Regions from separate parts of the Mus musculus genome. Here all the other regions are linked to region 2. A link is a contact called in public HiChIP or PLAC-seq and promoter capture Hi-C data. All regions are on one chromosome and are shown on one strand. The core of a region is the stretch at or near the end of the contact, and the rest is flanking DNA. Distances in the headings are between cores, read along the strand shown. Region 1 overlaps Grap2 (GRB2-related adaptor protein 2). Region 2 has its middle 6.0 kb from the start of Gm46521. Region 3 holds the start of Fam83f (family with sequence similarity 83, member F). Region 4 holds the start of Tnrc6b (trinucleotide repeat containing 6b). Region 5 has its middle 13 kb from the start of Apobec3.

The links. Promoter capture Hi-C pulls out the DNA fragments that hold promoters and counts their contacts. HiChIP or PLAC-seq counts read pairs in DNA pulled down with a chosen protein or histone mark.
Region 1: a contact with region 2 is called in a CTCF HiChIP or PLAC-seq map of the NIH/3T3 cell line, with 5 read pairs. The contact joins two enhancer-like sites. A contact is called at or near these places in 1 of 39 promoter capture datasets (stem cell-derived epiblast-like cells), 1 of 15 datasets of contacts at CTCF or cohesin (the NIH/3T3 cell line), 1 of 484 Hi-C or Micro-C datasets (nephron progenitors), 1 of 115 datasets of contacts at active chromatin or transcription factors (bone marrow-derived macrophages) and 1 of 9 other capture datasets (embryonic stem cells).
Region 3: a promoter capture Hi-C map of stem cell-derived epiblast-like cells shows a contact between it and region 2, with 2.6 times the contacts expected there. The contact joins the promoter of Fam83f here to the enhancer-like site in region 2. A contact is called at or near these places in 6 of 39 promoter capture datasets (the C10 cell line, fetal liver, hematopoietic stem and progenitor cells and 3 more), 1 of 15 datasets of contacts at CTCF or cohesin (large pre-B cells), 3 of 484 Hi-C or Micro-C datasets (all in the G1E-ER4 cell line), 5 of 115 datasets of contacts at active chromatin or transcription factors (bone marrow-derived macrophages, embryonic basal ganglia, embryonic forebrain and 2 more) and 2 of 9 other capture datasets (adipose tissue and embryonic stem cells).
Region 4: a contact with region 2 is called in an H3K4me3 HiChIP or PLAC-seq map of the SCID.adh cell line, with 16 read pairs. The contact joins the promoter of Tnrc6b here to the enhancer-like site in region 2. A contact is called at or near these places in 2 of 39 promoter capture datasets (the SN4741 cell line and embryonic stem cells), 5 of 15 datasets of contacts at CTCF or cohesin (the NIH/3T3 cell line, embryonic stem cells, large pre-B cells and 2 more), 37 of 484 Hi-C or Micro-C datasets (B cells, the BV-2 cell line, the Ba/F3 cell line and 23 more), 26 of 115 datasets of contacts at active chromatin or transcription factors (the HPC-7 cell line, the SCID.adh cell line, T-cell acute lymphoblastic leukemia and 18 more) and 2 of 9 other capture datasets (embryonic stem cells and liver).
Region 5: a contact with region 2 is called in a FOXA1 HiChIP or PLAC-seq map of pancreatic cancer cells. The contact joins two enhancer-like sites. A contact is called at or near these places in 1 of 484 Hi-C or Micro-C datasets (Th1 cells) and 2 of 115 datasets of contacts at active chromatin or transcription factors (embryonic limb bud and pancreatic cancer cells).

The regions. Positions count from the first base shown.
Region 1 is chr15:80,652,521-80,656,827 of GRCm38.p6, forward strand. Grap2 (GRB2-related adaptor protein 2) reads left to right here. Exons shown (of 8, transcript NM_001289442.1): 8 at 1-334. Among named protein-coding and RNA genes, the nearest start is that of Mir6957, 8.6 kb to the left of the region's middle. Within about 2 kb of position 1,536, at least 33 of the 459 cell types and tissues checked have an H3K27ac peak or open chromatin away from gene starts, as enhancers often do. A contact at or near this core is called in the NIH/3T3 cell line and bone marrow-derived macrophages, where this site is marked.
Region 2 is chr15:80,217,460-80,221,804 of GRCm38.p6, forward strand. No RefSeq gene overlaps it. Among named protein-coding and RNA genes, the nearest start is that of Gm46521, 6.0 kb to the right of the region's middle. Within about 2 kb of position 1,977, at least 161 of the 459 cell types and tissues checked have an H3K27ac peak or open chromatin away from gene starts, as enhancers often do. A contact at or near this core is called in the BV-2 cell line, the Ba/F3 cell line, CD8 T cells and 20 more, where this site is marked.
Region 3 is chr15:80,670,321-80,674,323 of GRCm38.p6, forward strand. Fam83f (family with sequence similarity 83, member F) reads left to right here and starts at 1,527. Exons shown (of 5, transcript NM_145986.2): 1 at 1,527-2,067. The coding sequence starts at 1,597.
Region 4 is chr15:80,709,171-80,713,314 of GRCm38.p6, forward strand. Tnrc6b (trinucleotide repeat containing 6b) reads left to right here and starts at 2,143. Exons shown (of 25, transcript NM_144812.3): 1 at 2,143-2,318.
Region 5 is chr15:79,877,301-79,881,359 of GRCm38.p6, forward strand. No RefSeq gene overlaps it. Among named protein-coding and RNA genes, the nearest start is that of Apobec3, 13 kb to the right of the region's middle. Within about 2 kb of position 2,256, at least 122 of the 459 cell types and tissues checked have an H3K27ac peak or open chromatin away from gene starts, as enhancers often do. A contact at or near this core is called in pancreatic cancer cells, where this site is marked.

The DNA of each region.
Region 1 (4,307 bases), core at 286-2,785, 430 kb after region 2:
ATGTGTCTAATGAATGATATTGTGTTTCTCTAAGGTGAAAACTCAGGTATAAAATGAGAAAAGGGTGAGACAAGATGCTCTAACGAGAAGGTGAAACACTCTTACAAGGAAACTCATTAAGATAGGAAGTAACCAACTCAAAATACCTTCAGGAAGTCCCTGAAACTGACTAGATTAACTAGGCCCCTTTCTCCTCTGTAATATATAAGCAGCAAAGACAGCTGTGATTCTTAGAAGATTCTCAAACAAAACATCCCAGAATAATCAAAGACCAGCCAAAAGCCTGAAAAAAAAAAAAAAAAAAAAAAAAAGAAGAGACCAGCTGAACTGCCTGGAAGAGACTCAAACCATTTGAGCCACCAGAAAAGACACTCTCCAACCTGTTGAGCTGCCTGAAGGTTGTGCAGTGAGCTCTCAGTTTCTGGTTTTCATGAGCTGTCACCCATGCTGGGGTAGGATCTGCTCTTGTAAGTTACCCCTACCCATGCCCTGTTGGTAATCTCAATAAACTCATTGCTTTAACTGGATGTCGGGGGTGTCTGTACTTCAGCCTATCACCAGTTCCCTGTCTGGATGAGTAGACATTTGTTTATGTTTTTCCGGGAATAGTCAGACTACAATGAACAAGAAATAGCTGTTCAATCTTGTCTATTCATTCACCCCAAGTGCCTGAAGCGTTCCAGACCCACAGGTACACACAAAGGGGTTTTCCATGTGACACGCATGTGGCTGAAGCTTTTACAACTTCCCTCAGATTCTCCTCTGGGTACTTCTAGAGTCCTTGGTACTTACAGAGTCCTGGCCCATCTGTTCCTGTCCATTGCGCCACAAATCCTCCACTGACTACGTTTTTTTGGATTGCCCGGATCACGAGTCCCTGCTGGTGAAAAGATCTGATCCTCCAGGCTATGGAATCTGCCCTCGGGAAATCCATGCAGGTTGGAGACTGGCCCATGCCCAGTTCTAACAGCATAGCACAGCTGGGCCCAGGGTCCCTCCCCGTCTCCCATGTGCTTCTCACCTGAACCCTCACTACTAGACAGAACAGGGATGCCAACCTTCCTCTCTCTCCATCTTGTATGCTCTCCCTCCTTGATGCACATTGCAGCTTCATCTGTGCAGTAAAGAGCACATAGGGGCCAATGCATAGCACACAGTTCTCTGTTGGAGCCTGGCCACAGGTAGGTCATTAAAGCAGCAAGTGTTTACATAGCACCTCTTAGGGGTCTGATAAGATCACCCCCAGGGTTCCCCACTCACATCTCCCTGCTCTGTCCAATCCACAGCACCACCACAACTACCTCATGTTTCACTTTACAGCCAGTGGCTGCTCTTGCTTCCTATCCGACTTAGGCCTCCTCTGACCTAGCCTCCAGTGGCTGCCAGACAGAGCTTATGAACATGTGAAGCAGGTGACATCAGGCTCCTGTTCGGATCCTTCAGGGGCTCCCATCGTTCTCAGTCTCAAGTCCTTAGCATTCCACCCAAGGCATTTGTCATCGGCCTGCTGCAGTCACATCCCCAGCTTTCCTCTCCTGAGCCTTCTCAGTCAGCCCCACTGTGGCCCCAGGATGAGTCATCCTGTCTCCAGTCTCTCTGACTTCCCCACCTTCTTTCCCTTTTGCTTAGAATGACTTTCTCCCGCTTTGTCTTTACTGTTTTTGCTTTTTAGACTAAAATGATGATAAATTAGTTCTGCGACTGTTCTGTTCAGCACGGTGGCCACTCACCAAGCGCAGCTATTGGATACTTAGCTTTTACGTCGTTTTAAAGATTTATGTATGTATGTAAATGAGTGCTCTATTTGCATGTATGCCTGCATGACCGAAGAGAGCATCAGGTCCCATTACAGATGGTTGTGAGGCACCATATTGTTGCTGGGAATTGAACTCAGGACCAGTGGAATAGCAGCCAGCGCTCTTAACTGCCAAGCCATCGCTCCAGTGCCCGGTTATTGCACTTTAAAATTTTTATTTAGTTGGTTTGTCTGAAAGAGGGACTCATGCAGCCTTGAATTAGACACGTTGCAGAGGATGGCCTTGAAATTCTGATGTTTCATTTCTCAAGTGCTGGGATTATACCTGTGTGCCTCCACACCCAGCTTGCGACTGATACTTAAAACAAGGGACTGCAATAGACTTGCATGGTGAGTAGCTAGCTTACTAGGACTCATGGATCCAGATGCTAATTCTTAGTTCAGAATTCAAGTTACCCATTGCCAGGGCAGATATGCCTGTCCCTCCTTTAGCTGCCCTGGAGCCTCATCTCTCTGCTTCTACCCCAGTACTCAAAGCACTGAGCTATAGCAGGTGATTTCTTGACCTGCCTCCACACCTAGATTGAATAGCTCAAGGCAAACAGATCACAGAGCAGCAAGTAGCTGATACATGAATGTAGGCTCTGCTGGTAAGGGCTTAGCAAGCGGCTCCAAGAGAAAAGCACTGATTAGTGTTCTTTCCCAATTCTGGGATATAGACTCTGCCTGTCAAAGGAACGGGAAGAGAGCCACAGCCTTCAAGAAAACATTTGCCGAAGACAGCTTAGGGGAGGGAGAAAGCAGAAAAGGCAATAATATACCTACAATTTTATACAAAGTATCTTATTTGAATTTTAATATTATATTTATATATTCTATGACGGCTAAAGGGGGAACTGTGTGTCAGGAGGCGGATGAGGAGCAGGAGGGGCAGAGAAGGAAAGGGGAAGAGTGTGGAAAAAGGAATAAGGATTCAGTGTAATGACATGTATAAATGAAGATGTCACAATAAAACTAAAAAATTACTTTTTAAAAAAGGCATCTTTAGGCTGGGACCAAGGTTAAATAGATAGAGTGCTTGCCTAGCATGCATGAAGCCCTGGGTTCAAATCCCCAGTGCCACACAAGCCAAGTGTGGTGGTGCATGACTGTAATCCTAGCTCTTGGGAAGTGGAGGCAGGTGGACAGACCATTCACCGTTCTCTTCAACTATGGTCAGTTTGAGGATAGACTGGGGTTATATGAGGTCCTACCTTGAAGGAGAAAGAGAGAGAGAGAGAGAGAGAGAGAGAGAGAGAGACATGCATATGGCATTACTACACAAACTTTATGAACTGGGAGCTCAGTGTAGAAACATAATTGCCACTTTTTAATATAATTCTAAAAATATTTTATCCTTCTTATTTCTAATATTTCTAATAAAAATTATTTTATTGCGAATGTACTGCCTGCATGTCCATCTGTGTACCATGTGTGTGCCTGGCATTCCAGCCAGTAGATTAAGAGTCATCATGTGGGTGCTGGTAATTTGACCAGGGTCCTTGGGAAGAACAGCCAGTGTTCTGAACCACCAAGTCATCCCTCCAACCCCAGGACTGTCACCTTTGAAACTCAATTAGAAGAAATACACAGCTTAGCAAAAAAATAAAAAAAAAAAAAAATTAAAAGACCCAAACAGACCTCCCTGAGGACGAGGTATAGAAGGCAGCAAGCATCCTTTCAAGATGCACCACACACCTTTAGGGAGTTACCGATTAAAACAGCAATCAGCTAGCACTACCTAGCAATTAGAATGTCCAGATCCAAAACCCTGCAGACAGGAGTTGCTGATAAAGATGTGTAACAGGGCGATACTTGGACGCTCGTTGCTCTAGGAATGCAGCACACACGGCCTCATTCAAAGACAGACTGGCTGCGTTTCGTCGTGTGACCCAGTACCGCCTTGCTTGTCATTTACCCAAAGGAGCTGAAATCTGTGAACATAAAATCTACAGGCTGACATTTTAGCCACTGTATGTAGAATTTTCAAGGTGGGAGTAAACGCAAGGCCCCTTCGGTGACTGAAAGTAGGTCTGGTGAACACACACCATTCGGTGCTTTTCAGAGTGGATTATAAAGGATTATAAAGTAATATGAATGCCCATTGTAAATTTACTAATGCGTTTGCGATTGTACGAGGGATAGTTATATCATGTTAGGCATATTTACAACCTTGTTATTGTTTCATGTGAACATGAGATATTATTTGTGTCAAGTTGACAAGGGGTGGATTGTAGTGGCTATTCCTGGTTGTCAACTTGACAATATTTGGAATGAACTACAATCCGGAATTGGAAGGCTCACCAGTGACCCTTATCTGGAGGCTTGGAGATCCTTGGAGTGAGGCTTTGCTAGCAGATGAGCTCATACGTGCAATCCCAGGCCGCAGGAGTGGGTCGCAGGTCAGAATGGACGGCGTGAGACCGTACCTTAAAACAAACAAACAAAATCACATGCATGTTATGAAGAAGAAGAAAAAATTAGCTCTGAGTTGCTACCTACTGTCTGATCC
Region 2 (4,345 bases), core at 727-3,226:
GTCCTAGAACTCTCTTTGAAAAGCTTTGAGGTGCTTTAATGAGACTGAGTTCCATCAGACTTGTAAGCAACTGATACATTTGTTTTTAATGACAAGAAAACCAACCCAAACTACCAAGGCAGAGAAGGAACTTGCTGGCTTGCTGACAGTCAAGCGTCAGGTGGTGTTGGTGACCTCGCAGCTTGACGTACCGGCCATTTGTCAGTGCAATGCCATCCGGCTCCATAGCTCACTGGCCTCGACTTTGCGAGCTGTCCCTGTACCGTTAGTCTTCGAGCTTCTGAGATGGTTGCAACAGCTCCCAGCTTCACTTTCTCTTTTCTTCAGACAGAAGGAACAGGTTCTTTTCCCTAACAGCCCTGCGCCTGGAGACTTGGAAGATGGCTTGGTTGGTAAAGTACCTGGAGTCCAGGGATCAGGGCCACAGAAACAAACAAGCTAGGCTCAGTGGCACATATCTAGCATCCCTAGGACTGGGAAGGCAGACGGGTTCCTGGAGTTTGCTGGCCAGGCAGTCGAGCTAATGGGTGAACTCCAGCTTCAGTGAGACACCCTGTCTCAAATATGAATAAATAAATAAGGTGGAGGGCTGGAGAGATGGCTCAGTAGTTAAGAGCACTGACTGCTCTTCCAGAGGTCCTGAGTTCAATTCCCAGCAACCACGTGGCTAACAACCGTCTGTAATGGGATCTGATGCCTTTTCTGGTGTGTCTGAAGACAGCGACAGTGTACTCATATACATAAAAAAAATTAAAAACAAGGTAGAGAAGTGACTAAAGATGACACTGGACATGGACCTTAGCCTCTACATGCACATGTGAACCAGTGCACATCTGCTTGTGTGCACATCTGTGCAGGCACACAGTCTTGTGCTTGAGCTGGGCACGGTGGTGTGCTTCCATAATCTCAGCATTTGAGAGATAGAGGTAGGAACACTGTTATAAGTTTGAGGCCATCCTGGTCTACATACAGAGTTCCAGGTTAGCCAAGATTTTGTTACTTACTAGATCTTTCTCAAAGTAAAGCTAGTGGGCCTGGAGAGACTGCTCAGAGCTTAACAAGGGTTGCTTTCTAAGGGGACATGAGTTTGATATCCAGCACCCACAAGTTACCACAGCCATGTGTAACTCCAGTTTCAGGGGACCTAGAGCTCTCTTCTGGTCTCTGTGGGCACCAGTACAAGTTTGCAGTGTCCTTACTTAGACACAGACAAAATACTCATAAGATTAAGAAAGACAAATCTTGGCTAGGTGATGGTGATGTGTGCCTTTAATCCCAGCTCTCAGGAGTCAGAGGCAGGAGCATCTCTTGGGACCTGAGTTTGAAGCCAACCTGGTCTACAGAGAGTTCCAGGATAGCAAGTACTACAGGAGAAACCCTGTTTTGAAAAATCAATACAAATGAAAATCTTTAAAAATTTTCTGAGCCAGGCATGGTGATGCACACCTTTAATCCCAGCACCTGAGAGGCAGAGGCAGGTGGATTTCTGAGTTTGAGGCCAGCCTGCTTGTCAGAGTTTCAGGACAGCTAGGACTACACGGAGAAACCTTGTCTTGAAAAACCAAAACCCCCAAACAAAATAAACTCTTGGGCTTGGATCTTGTTGGCTTCCGTTAGGTCTGTTGACCATCCTGAGCAGATCTGGATGACTTGGGTGGAATCTCAGATCAGTTTAGACGCTTAGGAAAGTCAGAGTTGAGCCTTTACTAGTCAAGGAAGAGAACAGATAGTTTTCTGAAAGAAATGAGGACAAGATGTCACCCTTGGCACCTCAGCTGTCTATGTCCGGTCTCCTCAGCACCTAGCAGCCCTCCCTTGCTCACGTCCGGCTCCTGGATGCTCATCTGTCAGATGGGGTGTGTGTATTACAGGTCTCCAGCTGCGGTGGGCAGTTGTGTGTGCGCGCGCGCATGCGCCTGGCAGCAGAGTCTGAGCTTGGTGGAGGTTTAAAAATCCCCTGTGCCCCTCCCCCTCCTTCGATGTGGTATACGTGACACACGGGTCATGCATTTCCTCCCTGGGCTTCTTCCCTTCGCCCCTGTGACTCATCTGTTTTTCTTTGCCTCTTCCCGCTTCTTCATTGTCCTGCTGACCTTCTTATCTTCCTAGAAATCTGTCTGCTCTGCCTGTGGATCTCAATCCCCAACAAAGTAGGGCTGGTTGCACCTCTCCAGGGAGCCCTCCCTACTCAGCGCCCAGCTCCCTGGTCAGCTGCCTGTTGCAAGGGTCCCAAGGCATCGAGGTCTCCTGAGACTCGGCAGGGCCAGTGTGGAACTCAGCTTCCATCTGAGATTACTTCCCTGTCCTCTCCATCCTGGTCTTGACCACTCATTTATCCAGTGCCATCAGCTGGATATGGGGAGGTATCCTGAGGTACACACACACACAAACAGTAGCTACTCTTTTGGAATGTTTTGGAATGGCTTTTATGTGCCTGGGACAGATATGACTCAACAACCCAGGAGTATGAGGCCAGCTTGGACTGCATGTGACCCAGTCTAAAACAAAAACAAAACAAAACCCCAAAAATAACCAAACAAAAAACCTACAAAGAAAAAAGAAACACTCAGATACGGTATTACACACCTTTAATCCCAGCACTCAGGAGGCAGAGAGAAAAGCAGTCAGATCTCTGTGAATTCAAGGCCAGTTTAGCCTACACATTGAGTTCCGAGACAACCAGGGGTAAATACTAAGACAACACCAATACCAACAGTACACCTCCCTATCCCCACCCCCACACTCACACACACACACACACACACACACACACACACACATTCACACACACTCACATCTACACCACCATGCTTGGCACACATTATTTAATTTTTGAAACTTTTTGTCTGTCTATTGAGACAGGTTTCTCTTTAGACCAGGCTGGCCTCAAACTTACAGATCTACCTGCCTTTGCCTCCTGAGTCCTGAGATCACTAAAGATGTGCACCACTCCAGCCCAGTAGCCAAAAATCACATTTAAATCAAATTTACATAAGTTATGCAGAGTTCCCTCTTTTAACTGGGGAAAGCAGAAGAAGTGGGGCAGGGCTCAAAGCTCACTGGTGGGGGTGGGGAGAGGACCCAGTAGAGAAAGTACTTGTTGTACAAGCACGAAGACCAGAGTTCAAATCCCCAGTATTCATGTAAATGCCAGGCAGGTGTGGTGGTCAACCTGTAAGCCTCAGGAAGTGGAGACAGGAATTCCCCGAAGCAAGTGAGCTAGACTAGGTAAATCAGAAAGCTCTGGGGTCCGGTGGGAAACCTGCCTCAAGAAATATGGTTTGAAAGACCCTGCATCAACCTTTAATCTCTCTCTCTGTCTCTCTCTTTTTTTTTTTTTTTTTTTTTGAGACAGGGTTTCTTTGTGTAGCCCTGGCTGTCCTGAAACTCACTTTGTAGACCAGGCTGGCCTTGAACTCAGAAATCCACCTATCCTCTGCTGGGATTAAAGGCTTGTGCCACCACTCCCCAGCTAACCTCTAATCTGCATATGCACACACACCATATGCATACATATGAAAAAAACAAAAAACAAAAAAACCCTGCCAGTCTGCCCAGGTGACACCCCTTATCACCGGTACCCCTGGGGCTTTCTGTTCTTTTGAAACAAGTTTTTCTGTTGAATTTTCTCCTGGGCACCACCCAGGGCATTTCAAGTCATCTAAGGAGGCCATTCCATGGTAAGTTCCCGAGTGCCATCTTCATGGCCCAGAACTTTTGTGTCTTCATTTTACGCGTAATTCTGGCTCTCTAAGGCGCCACACAGTGGCAGGTTCTTCAGACTTCGCAAGGTTAATTGTCTCTGCTATGCCTTCCTGAACCACAGGCTAGGCTGAGGCTCTGGGCTTCCACGACGTCTCCAGTACTATATCTACATTGGCCTTTCTACTTGGCCTCTTTTCTGTGCCTGTCTCCTACACTTGAGGACAAACAGCTCCTGGTATACTTCAATAGCTGTCTGAGGAATGAATCCCCAAGCAAAGGAGGAGGGACTGTCTCCAGCCCAGTCCCGGGACAAATCCCCTAATACTCTTGTTTCCAGAATGTTCTAACCAGCCTTGAGGCTGAGGTTCTGTTACACAAAACCTACTTGGCACATCGATTAAGAACGCTGACTGCTCTTTCAAAGGTAATAAGTTCAACTCCCAGCAACCACATGGAGGCTCACAACCACCTGTAATGGGATCCAGTGCCCTCTTCTGGTGTGTCTGAAGACAGCTAGCTATGGTGTACTCGTATACATAAATTTTTTTTTTTTTTTTTTTTTTTGGTTTTTCGAGACAGGGTTTCTCTGTGTAGCCCTGGCTGTCCTGGAACTCACTTTGTAGACCAGGCTGGCCTCGAA
Region 3 (4,003 bases), core at 277-2,776, 450 kb after region 2:
ACTCATTTCTCCAGACCATCAACGGGGCTGTGGGGTATAGATCAATGAAAGAGCCCTTTCCTAATTTTCCAAAGCCCTGAGTTTTATCCCAAGCACAGAGGAGGGAGGGAGGGAGGGGGAGAGAGAGAGAGAGAGAGAGAGAAGGAAGGAGTGAGAGAGAGAGAGAGAGAGAGAGAGAGAAGGAAGGAGTGAGAGAGAAGGAGTGAGAGAGAGAGAGAGAAGGAAGGAGTGAGAGAGAGATAGAAGGAAGGAGAGAGAGAGAGGGAGAGAGAGAGAGAGAGAGATGCCTATTGACTCCTTCATACACACCCCTAATAACCCCAATAACCTCTGTTTCTTTATAAGAACAAGCAAAGGAGGCCACATGTTGGGAAAGGACCTCCCTCACCGCAGAGAGCATAGCAGTTCCTTTGCTTAGCCGCTCCTTTCTCGGGAGATATAGAAAAGCATTTATTTCTAGGCCTCAATTTCCTCGTTTGTGAAATGAGGGGGTTGGACTCATTTCTAAAGCTCCTTCCAGCTCCAAGTCGCTGTGCTACAAAATGAGAGAAATGTGAACCTTTGGTTGCTATGATCTGAAAATATTTTGAATGTGGAGAATCAAAATTGTACAGCAGCACACGAACAAAATAATATGTTAATGACTAAGAAGATTGTATTTAATCCAATGGGAAACAGCAGATCCTCTGGTGGTGATGGTGGTGGTGTGCACGCGCGTGTCTGTGCTCAGCTTCCTTCCTTGGGCTCAAACATGTATTTTGAATCGCTAATATAGTAATCAGGCCTCTGGCAGCCTATCAGGCCCAAACACACGCACACACCACTTCAAATTAAAATGAGGGGCAAATCCACTGCCTCCTGCTTACATCTTTGCTATTTGGGTGATTCTTTTAGGAGAAAAAAATTTTGTAGTGACGGTGTTGGTGTTGAATTGACAGCCCCTGGAGGCCTCTGATCTCAGAACTGGGACGCGTGGGCGGGAGAACTAGGGATTTCATTAGCATCTTTGCTTTCCCACACAGACTGCCCCCTACACAGTCCGACGATCTAGCCCAACAGCACACACACTTGGACCCTGAAGGCCGGAGTGGGTCAGGATGCTACTAAATTCCGCAGGCGTCCGGACTAGAACACGTGCTCTGGGCCCTGCCTGCGGGAAGATGAGGCTGTACCCGCGGGGCTGAGTCCCGAGGGTGCTGGAGGCGTAAAGGGGTCAGGTCGCCGACCTTCCCTGCACTGATGGGTCGCAGCTGGGAGGCGGGCGTGACTCAAAGGCCGCACGTGCCTCTGACCACAGCCGGGCTTTCACTTCCACGCCGACACTCTGCACCCCAGCCGGGCTAAGTAGGCCAGAGACGCAGGGCGTCGGCTGAGCCGCCCGTGAGGTCCCCGCAAGCCCTGCAGAGGCGGCGGTCCCTCTCCGCCCGACGGCCGCGCCCGCACCGGGGCCCGCGCCGATTGGCCGACTGGCGATCGCTGGGCGGGCCGAGGCGGACCTCGCGGCCAGGTGAGGCGCCCCGCCCCTCGAGCGCTCCAGGTGCGGCGGTGGGGACAGCAGGGTCCGAGCCTGGGGCCCCGGGACAGGGCTGGGGCGCCATGGCCGAGTCCCAACTGAGCTGCCTGGACGAGGCGCACGTGAACGAGAGGGTGACCGAGGCACATGCAGCTTTCTACTACTGCGAGAGGCGGCGGGCCGCGCTGGAGGCGCTGCTGGGTGGAGGCGAGCAGGCCTACCGCGAACTGGTCAAGAAGGAGCGGCTGCGGGACTTCCTCTCCAGCCAGGAGCGCCAGGCCCTCTGCGCCGCCTGGAGCCCCTACGAGGAGGCAGTCTCCAGCACCCGTGCCAAGGCTAAGGCCAAGGCCAAGGTCCCGGCCCAGCCCACTGAGTCCCTGGCCTACTGGCCAGACCGCTCGGACACCGAAGTGCCCCCACTGGACCTGGGGTGGACAGACACCAACTTCTACCGCGGTGTGAGCCGAGTCACGCTCTTCACCCACCCGCCCAAAGAAGAGAAGGCACCGCACCTGAAGCAGGTGGTCAGGCAGATGATCCAGCAGGCCCAGAAGGTAGGCCTCGGGCCCCAGTCCTGCACCAGAGGGACCCCCCACACACACACACACTCCCCTGCCTGGTCTCACTTGCGGGCCACTCTCACCATCCTCTGGGAAATGGACCCCCGCTGGCGCTCACCTTGTGCAGCTGTGATGAGACCTTTTGAAAGATGGATGTGTAAGTTCGTGGCAAAGCACTGGTTTTTCTTACTACAGTGTCTAGGTGCGCTAGCCTTGTGTTGGTATACCTCTGTCACCATCCATCTTCCTTGGGCAGTGTGACAGTTGTGAGGCCCTGTGCTAAACTAGCCACTCAAAGGGCTTGATCATGAACTATCACCAGGGATTTATTTACAAGGCGTATCCTCGGCCGTTTCCCTATTTGATCTTCACAATCGCATGAAGTTGGTAATAGCCTCCCTTCCCCTCTGGGCCAGATGAGCTTTTCTTAGGAGCCTTTCTCCCCCAAACAACCCGACTTTCCCATTATCATCCTCTCCTGGGCTTGGCACTAGAGCCCAAGCAGGCTCAAATGAATGAGGAACGCTATTTTAAGCTCTAGCAGTGGCTTGGCCCAGTGTTGGGTGCTCCCACAAAGCACTGGACCAAGCTCAGGAAGAGGCTCCTACTTTGCCCATCTGCTCTGCTTGGGTGTTGAGAGATGTTTCCAAGGAGCCTGGTTAGAATACCAGTTGGACAGCTGGCTGTGGGGTAGGTGAAAGACTAATCTTTTCCTCTGTGCCCTTGGGTACTTGGGTAGTTTCCAGATAAAATGTGGGCTATTGCATTAAATTCAAACTTCAAATAGGTCTTTTTGTATCTTTTTATTCCAAATAAGCTGCACGGCGGCTGCATTGATGCTAAAAGTGACTTTTCATTTACCTAAATTCAGATTTAATGGGACAGATATTATTTTACCTTCTAAAGACTGAGAGGTGATAGACATACTTTTATCCCATGCATGTATTGTGTTTGGGGTGTCCTGGCACATATGGATGTCAAAGGACATCTTTGGGGAGTCTGTTCTCTCCTGCTACCATGTATGTGGGTTCTTAAAGTTGAATGCAGGTAGTCAGGGTTGAGGGCAAGCATCCCCCACCCCCAGGCCACTGGGATTTATTAAGCAACGCCAACAACCTTTGATGCCCAGATCAGAATGTGCAACTAGAGGCTTGGGTCCACTGTTGTTACCTAACTTTGTGAGTGTAATTACAGCCATCTTTATCCTGGAGGCCAAACAAAAGAGATGCTAGGAAGGACAGTGAAGGTCTCTTCTTTCTGGGAGGCGTGGCCTGGCTGTGGACGAGATGCTTGCCAGAGAAGTTAGCTTTTCACTGTCCTTCCTTCCACCTTCCCTCTAGATAATTGTTCCTTGTGTGACTAAGCTTTCTTTGTGTGCTACACTCTGCTGAAAAAGAAAAAAAAGGCAAGACTGAACACACACACACACACACACACACACACACACACAGGATAAGGAAGTGGGTGGCAGTGGATTGTAGCTGGAGTCAAGGGTCAGGACTGATGGTGAAACATTCCGTAACATTCACCAAACTAATTTACTTAGCTTGTGACATGTCACCCACTGTGTTTTTGGTCATTTGCTTTCAGAAGTTGACTGAAATTGTGTGTGTGTGTGTGTGTGTGTGTGTGTGTGTGTGTTGGTAGGTCAGAGGATAACTTGCAGGAATCCATCTCTCTTTTCTCCCAGTGGGAAGTGAGTTGTAGGTTTGGAATGGCAGATTAAAAAAAAAAAAAAAAAAACTGGGATGGGCAGTCTCAGTGGAGTACTGAGTGGGAAATGAGAGAGTTCTTTTCTTTCAAAATACAAAGCAGTTTGTTTGTTGGGAGCTGAGCCTGTGTACGTCGCTCTCTTTTATAGTAAGGAAACTGAGGCTCAGAGCACAAATAGCAGCTAGGCTGTCAAGTTTAGCAGCAAACCTTCACTGCC
Region 4 (4,144 bases), core at 893-3,392, 490 kb after region 2:
GGACTCTATTCCAGTTCCAGGACACCCAGAGTCATCTTCTGGCTTCCATGGCAACACACACACACACACACACACACACACACTCAACATAGATACAAATGCACATACATGTGAATAAACATAGAAGTAAATATTTTTAAGTAACATAAAAACAATCAACTCTGAAGGCTGGGAAGGTCTGAACCCTTGACATTTCTCACTGTGTTTTCTGGTTTCTGATCTCTGTTTTGAACGCTAGTGTGAACTCTGTGCTTGGAGTCATCAGATTTCACCTCTTTAGGTCCTTTATTAGACTTTGACTTATGATTTCTCTCCTGCCCTTGAATTATCCTAGGAATACCTGCCATTTGCTCTTAGTTGATGTTTGTGAAATACCTTGTCTTCCTCTGCTGGAAGGGTGTAAGTGCTGAGCCTACTGCTGTGTTACAATGGCTGTTTCATTGTTAAGCCAGTGCCAGTGAGATTACACAACAGCTTGGATAGGGAAGGGGAACAAGGGCTATGAACCCCCTCACCTACAAGGGACAGGGATTTGGGATGGTAATACGCTAACATGCCCAGATGTGGGTTAGAGTCCAGCATAGGTTCCTGGAGATCGTTTCGGTCCCAGAGGCTGGAGGCTGGTACTCTGGCAGTGGGTCTTAAGCATTCTGCCCTCCCCTGGCTGAAATGTGGAGTCGCTTCCATTAAAGCTGTCACAGAGAAAGAATCCTGTGGCCAGAAGCCAGGAGAACACACATGGCTTGCTCGACATCAGCGGCTCTGGAAGCTTTCCTGGAGGCAGAGGACTGTTCCATTTGCATGCAATCAATTATTTCTAAAGGGATGGATTCTTTATCTCACTCTAGACTTAATTTCTCCTAATTTCGAATTCTTTATTCTTTCAAAGGAACAAGCTAAAGATGGTCAGAGGTGTGTATGAGTGTTGCTTGGGCACATAAGTATGGTAAAAAAATGACCATTTACAAAGACAAAGAAACAGAATATAGATTTTATACGTGCTTCTTGTCAGGAAAAATATACTGTTTAACTTAGAACAGGGAAGAATGGTGCCTAGGAGGATATGATGACAATCTTTCTAAAGTTAGTCTCCAATAATGTTAATGACAAGGTTTCTAATTGCCAGAAACTGAGTAATTTAGGTTCTGAAGGAAACAGTTTTAAGATACTGGGTTGACGGACGGATACTATTCAGAGATACTAAGGCATGTATAGAAACGAGTCAGACAGGCCTAGAAACCACCTTATGTCCCAAAACTTCTTTCTAAATGGGTGACCTTGGATAAGTCTCTTAACCTCTTTTGGCTTTGCTTCCTGTAAAATTACTGTTTAATCAGAATAGTTTCTGTAAAGAATTGGGGACCGTATTTGGAATAAAATACAATAAATGATAGTAGTTATCACTGTCAACTTTCAATGACTAAAGATGCCCCGCTCCTCAGCCAAAACGTAGTGTGGAGAATCCGGATCTGACGGACAACACGGAAGTGCCCAATAAGAGGCCGGGGTAGGGGGGTGGGGGAAACAGTGGAATCAAACCAATGGCATGGGCCCTTGTTGTTGGCCGCTTTCTGGCTGATCCACCAATAGCTTAAGGATGTGACTTGGGAGCGACACCCTGACAGTCCAATGACGCACAACCAACCCACACTCAGCAATTCGGAGGGGATAAATCAAGGAGCCTGCACGTATAGATTCCGTTATTAGTGCAGTCTCGAATGGTGAAAGGAGCTTGGGGGAAACAGCCCCTGAGAGAGGCATTAGTGAGCTAAAAAAGGGGGAAGAGATGACTGCGCTAGGTGATCTCGGCCGCCATCATGCTCTAGTTTCCCCTTCGTCTCTCTGGGTCCGCGACCGAGGAAGCGGCCTCTGGGATGCTGAGGGGGTGTGTCCCCTCATGATTGGCGCAGGCCGCTCAGCCAATCCCAGCTCGGCAAACGGGAAGCACTTAGCCAATGAGGGGAGACGGCAGCGGCGAGGACTTAAGGGAGGAGGACCAGCGGCTTGACGGGCACGAAAGCTAACCAGTGAAAGCTAGAGGCATCCTGCCTGCGGCCAATGGAGTGGGGCTGTGGGCGGGCGCCAGAGTGTTTGTGTTGTGGTTTTGGGGGAGGGAGGCGGAGGGGAAAGTTTGTTTATTTTGTTTTTAGTTTCTGGGGTCCCCGAGCTTCGGCAAGGTGAAGCGAGCGACCGTGACCCCCCTCGCCTCTCAGCCTCCCCGCGACGACGCCTCCACAGCTTGCGGAGGAGCGGAGACCGCGGTCACCGCTGGGCTCCACAGCGGAACGCCGCGCACTCGGAGCCGGCGCGGCTCAGCGGTGAGTGAGGATCGTGGGCCGCGCGGGCCTGCTCCTTTCTCGGGAGCCGCCAGGCGGAGCGGAGCGGGGCGACCCAGGGTGGGCGACTGAGGACGCCCTCGGGGGCGCGCGGCACGGCCCGCTGAGGTGCAGCGTGTGCGTGTCCTCGCGCGCGCGCGCGCGCGACGGGAGCGAGCCGGGCGGGAGGGGCGGGTTGGGGGGGGCGGGTGGAGAGAGCGCGCGCGACCCGAGTGGGCCGCGGCGGGCCGGGGCGCTTGCCCGGGGCGCGCTGTGGGATCGCAATGTGCAGACGTGAGGCGGGGGAGGGGTGTGTGAGGGACGCGCGGTCACGTCGGTCGCGAGGGCCTTGGTGTCCCCAAGTATTGGGGCCGGGACAGACCGGCGTCACGCGCCTGCAGGTGTGAGCGGAGGAAAGGGCTTCCGGGTGGGCCGGTGGCTGTCCGAGCGCTTCGTGTCGCCTAGGGCCCTCTGAGCTGCAAATGCCAGGCGGTGGGGCGCGAGCATCCGGTGTCCCCGCGCGGCGGGCGTGCAGGCTTATGTGCTGGACCCCGATAGCGAGGTTCCACGGGCATCCCGCGAGAGCTGCGTGCGGTCGGGGGTGGGGTGCTGTGGCGAGGCGATGCTCACTTTGGATGAGGAAACAGACGAGGGGCGAGGGGCGGAGGGATGACAGATTTGGAAAGAGCCTTGGGAAGGGTTTGCTACCTAATGCTGGTAAGGTGCCCTTTAATTCCAAACTAACGGATTTGTTAGTCCATGATGGCTAAATAAATATCTGGTCCAGTGAAATTCACTACAGTGGCTATCACGACACCCAAGAACAGCAGCCGTCTCATCCATCCTTAGTCTTGGACGCAGGTCACCCGTCTGAGACTTTGAGCTTCAAGCTTTCTCCTGTGTCTTTGGGCTGCTTGGATTCTGAATAAAGAGTACCAACCAAGACTCCGTGAATAAAAACATCATTTGTACCTCCTTCACAGTTAAACATAGCAGTAAGCTGTACAAAAATCACACATCCTAGCCTTTTGTGAAATGTTTCTCTTCGCTTGTGGGAGATTTCAGTTCTTGACTTTAAAACTATGTGTTCGCCGTGGGTTTTGAACGCTCCTTAAAGAGCAGAGCATGGAGACACTTGTATAGCATGAGTATCGATGTAGTAAGTGGGAGGGATATCAGTGTAGTAGTAGTCTCTACAGGTAGGCATATACTGGATAACCAGTATCCAGAATACAGATTAGACTGGTTTGTCCCACTTGGGATGCATGCCTCTGTGTGTTTTGTTTTGTTTTGTTTTGTTTTTGAGACAAGGTCTCATCATGTAGCCTCCGCTGGCCTCGAACTGCTTTGTAGACCAGGCTGGTCTGGAACTTACAGAGATCCACCACCTGCCTCTTTCCTGAATGCTGAATTAAAGAGGCTCAGCTTGTTCTTCACTGTTTTTAAGGGCTTGTCTTAAACTTGATTGTCTGAGTATGTAGTTTCTGATAGTACTTAAAGGAGTAAAGAAAACAAAACAAAATAAACTGTCCATGCTACATGGCTCTTTTAACCCATCATATCCTTGAAATCTTCCCTACAAACAGAAACTCTTTTTTTGTTGTTGTTTTTTGTTTTTCGAGACAGGGTTTCTCTGTATAGCCCTGGCTGTCCTGGAACTCACTTTGTAGACCAGGCTGGCCTCGAACTCAGAAACCCGCCTGCCTCTGCCTCCCGAGTGCTGGGATTAAAGGCGTGCGCCACCATGCCTGGCCAAACAGAAACTCTTAAATGGTTTTTGGTTTTTATTTTTGTCTTATGAGACAGGGTTTTTAAAATGTTTTAGAATC
Region 5 (4,059 bases), core at 1,006-3,505, 340 kb before region 2:
TCAGTACTCTTAACCCCTGAGCCATTTCTCCAACCCCTGTAGTTTTCTTAAAAGAGTAGAATTAAGCTAGGAGGTAGCCTCATAGGCCTCTAATCCTAGGACTTCGGAGGCAGAGGCAGGCAGATCTCTGAGTTCAAAGCCAGCCAGGTCTACAGAGTGAGTTCCAAGATAGCCAGGGCTATACAGAGAAACCTTGTCTTTCAAAGAGAGAATTAAACCAGGCATGGAGGTGTCTTGGGAAATGGAGGCAGGAAGATCAAATTTTCAAAGATATCCTCAGCTATGTACCAAGTTCAAGGCTAGCCTGAGCTACATGAAACAGCCTCCCCCCAAAAAAGGAGGATTTCAGAAATGATTCTAAATTAAAAGATGAGGGGCCAGATATACGGGTGTACACCATTCATTGCAGCACCTGCCTGATCTACATAGCAAGTTACAGGTCACCAGAGCTGTACAGTGAGATCCTGCATGTCCCAAAACCAAAGATGAAATTCATTGGGTATGGTGACACATATCTGTAATATGGTGACTCAGGTCAAGTCTAGCCCCGGGCTACACAAAGACTCTCCAAAGAAAAAAGAGGAGGAAGAAGGGGAGGAGAAAAAAAAAGTAAAAACCAAAGCAAACAAAAACAAAAACCCAACAACAATTATGTGTATATGTGAGGGGATGGTATTTGCACATGTGTATAGGTGTCCAGAGTCAGAAAAGGGCACCAGTTCCCTTGGAACTGGAGTTGGTTATAGGTGGTTGTTGATGAACTAACCTGCCTCCATCTTAAGCTTGAGTGCCATCTTATAGCAAGGTTGAACTAGGTTCATTCCTGTTTATGATGAACCTCTTTCAAGGATTAAGCTATGCCCCGTGTAGAACCTCAGCTACACATTTCTGTACTTCCTGTTCAAGAAATGGCAGCCATGCCTTTCTTTCAGGAGCTCCTCATGACCAACTTGTTCTGCTTCTGTAACCCTGCTTCTTTGTCTGCCAAAGCCCCTGTTCGGAAAGCCCGGTCTCCTAAGCTATAAAACCCTCATCTTCCCCATCTAGGGACGACCTCTAAAACTTGCACTAGGGCAGACGGTTGCTGGACCAGCTCTGTGCTGCTGTTCACAATTTAAATTTTTTTTTCTTTTTCTTTATTTTCTTTTTTTTGCTCCAATTTGGCCATTTGAATGGCTGGTCTTTTGTTTTGTTAGTTTGAGACAGTGTTTCTCTGTGTCGCTTTGGCTGAACTGGAAATCAACTCTGTAGATCAAGTTGGCCTTGAACTCACAGAGATCTGCCAGCCTCTGCCTCTCACTGGGATTAAAGGCCTGCACCACCATGGGCTAGCCGAGTTGGTGGTCTTTTACTTCTGCCTGGTGGGCTTAATTGCTGTGAGCTAATTGCTGTGGATGCTGGGAACTGAATTCAGGTCTTCTGCAAATGTAGTATGAGCTCTTAACCAGTGGCTCCATCTTTCCAAGCCCTAAAATATCATTTTAAACATTAATAATTGCTTCATACCCAGGAGGCCTTCCTTCCTCCCAGATACTAGAGACCGCCACTCTCAGCTACGCTGTGATTGGGTCACAAGTGAGCACATGACTTTTGCTGGTCCAATCAATCTCAAATTCGTTCCCCCTACCCCACCCCACCCCCAGGAATTTGGGGTGGGGTCCCCCCCCCACAAAGTTCCTCTTCCTTCTTCAGGATGGTGAAGAGGGCTTGTCATCTCTGCTGTTTCCACCGGTTTCCTACTGCAAGAAACTGGTCTGAAAAGAGACAAGTAGAAAGAGGAGCCGGAGCCAAGGCACCTGCAGCTTGCAGGAGCCAGAGGTCTCCTTCGGTCCATTTATCATTTGATCCCCTTGGAATTGGGTTCTGTCACCCCTGAGTGAATGCACACTGACCTGCCCCTACCTGCTTTTCTAGAGCATGCTGAAGAACGCGTTCAACTTTAGACTGGGGGAGATGGCTGTCCTCCCATCCCCCCGGGTTTTTTTAAGCTATTACTTTCTTTGACCAGAATCAAGATCCAGATGTATCACTCGTGACCATTAACTCTTTTCTGCGCGGAAGGCCACGGGAGGAACCCAGGCCTTTGTTCCCAGATCAGAGCCCCTCCTCCCAGCTCAGGACTGCTTCCTTGCTGGCTCAGATCCCAAAGCACCATTTCTGGCCCGTGACTCACAAAGTAAATCGTCTGTAAGTGAAAAGCCTCTTATCATAACTTTGGCAGGAAAAACAAGGTGGCAAGCCAGGCAACATTCTTCACGCTGGAGGCCTACCAGTGCCAAGGGCTGCTCTGCACACTGCGCATGAGCAATGTCATCTGCTTGCTCCAAGGCTGCGTGCGCTTGCTTGTGTGCGCACCAACTCCTTTCCTGTTCTGTGTGTTCCCAATGGGACACCGTGAAACGTTCTACAGCCCTATCTGGTACCCAACATCATTTTTCTCCTTATCTTAACAGCTGAACTGCAAACATTTCGGCAAGGACGTGACAGTATGCATTTGCTTAGAGGACAGTGGTACCAAGGGATGGAGGTCCTTGTCTTCTGTCATTTTGCATCTTTAGGAACAAGTTAATTTAATCTCGTGGTTTTGAGATAGGGTCTCTTGTAGCCCAGGCTAGACTGGATCTCACTATGTACCTAAGGATGACCTTAAACTTTTCGGAGTCTTCTGTCTCCACCTCCTCAGTGCTGGGCTATCAGGCATTCAACACCATACTTGTTTTTTTTGTTTTGTTTTGGTTTTTTTTTGTTTGTTTGTTTTTTTTGTTTGTTTTTTTTTCTCTTTACATGTAACTTCCATTTACGACAGAATAGATGACTTTTGTTCCTTTGGGGACACTTGGCATCAGCAACCCATGCGAGTCTACCTTCAAAGTCAGACTCATTCATTCTGCCGCTGCCACAGGTTCCAGTTTTACCACAGGAAACGTGAGCATCTTCTCACCCACCCAGTCAGAGTGGATGCTAGCAGGGCTCTGTGAGAGCAGAAGAGTATCAGCATTGTGCCCTTTCTGCCTTAGCCCCGACCGCCTGTTTTGCAGGGGCTCTGCCTCCCCACCCCCAACCCTGTTGGCCATCTCATGATGCCAGCTATAAAGCATGAGCGGCTGTGTACTGTCCAGTGAGTGAGGAATGGATGCAGGTGAAGGGGTAGCCTGTGGGTGTGCGTAGGTGTGATAGTAAGGTGGCCCCATTTCAGGTGACTCCAGGGTAGTGCATGATGGCCTCTCCATTGCCATCCTTTGCCTCCAGGTTAGAGAACACCAGAGTTCATCTCCTGGTCAGCATCCTCTTTGACAGGGGTGGTGGTACAGACCTTGACATAGCTGGTGTTTCAGAGCTTTGGCGGACGTCCACTAAACTGCTGTAAGCTGGTGCCAGCAGCTGGAGCTATTGATGGAGCTGAGCAGCTGCTGCACAGAGCTGGGGAATAAAGCCCAGGCTTCATGCGTGCTAGGTGAGCACTCTCCTAACCAGGCCACATCCCTGGAAAGGCTAACCAGTCCTGTATTTAAAAGCATTATTTCCAGACTGGGTCTCATGGCACATGCTTAGTTCCAGCAGAGGCAGGCAGATCTCTGGGTTCGAGGCCAGCCTGGTGTACATAACAAGTTCCAGGACAGCCAGGGCTACACAGAGAGACCCTGTCTCAAACAAACAAAAAGCATTATTTCCGTGGTTATTCTTGGGGGATGAGTTGGTTATTTTTTAATTGATTTATAAATACACACACACACACACACACATATATATATATACACACACACACATATATGTATATGTGTGTGTATGTATATGTGTATGTGTGTGTGTGTAGAAGGCAAAGAACAAACTTGGGTGTTAGTCCTCCAGGCCTGTTCCTTTTACCTGAACCAGAGTTTCTCACAGGCTGGGAACTTCAGTACAAAGGGCAGGCTGACTGGCCCCCATGCTTCTAGGGCTCCAACTCCCATCTTGCCATTCACTGGGAGAATCATCCCTGGGTTTTTGTGTTGGCTCTGGGGATCCAAACTCGGGTCTCCAGGCTTGTAAGACCAGCTCTTTAGCAACGAACCTCCCAAG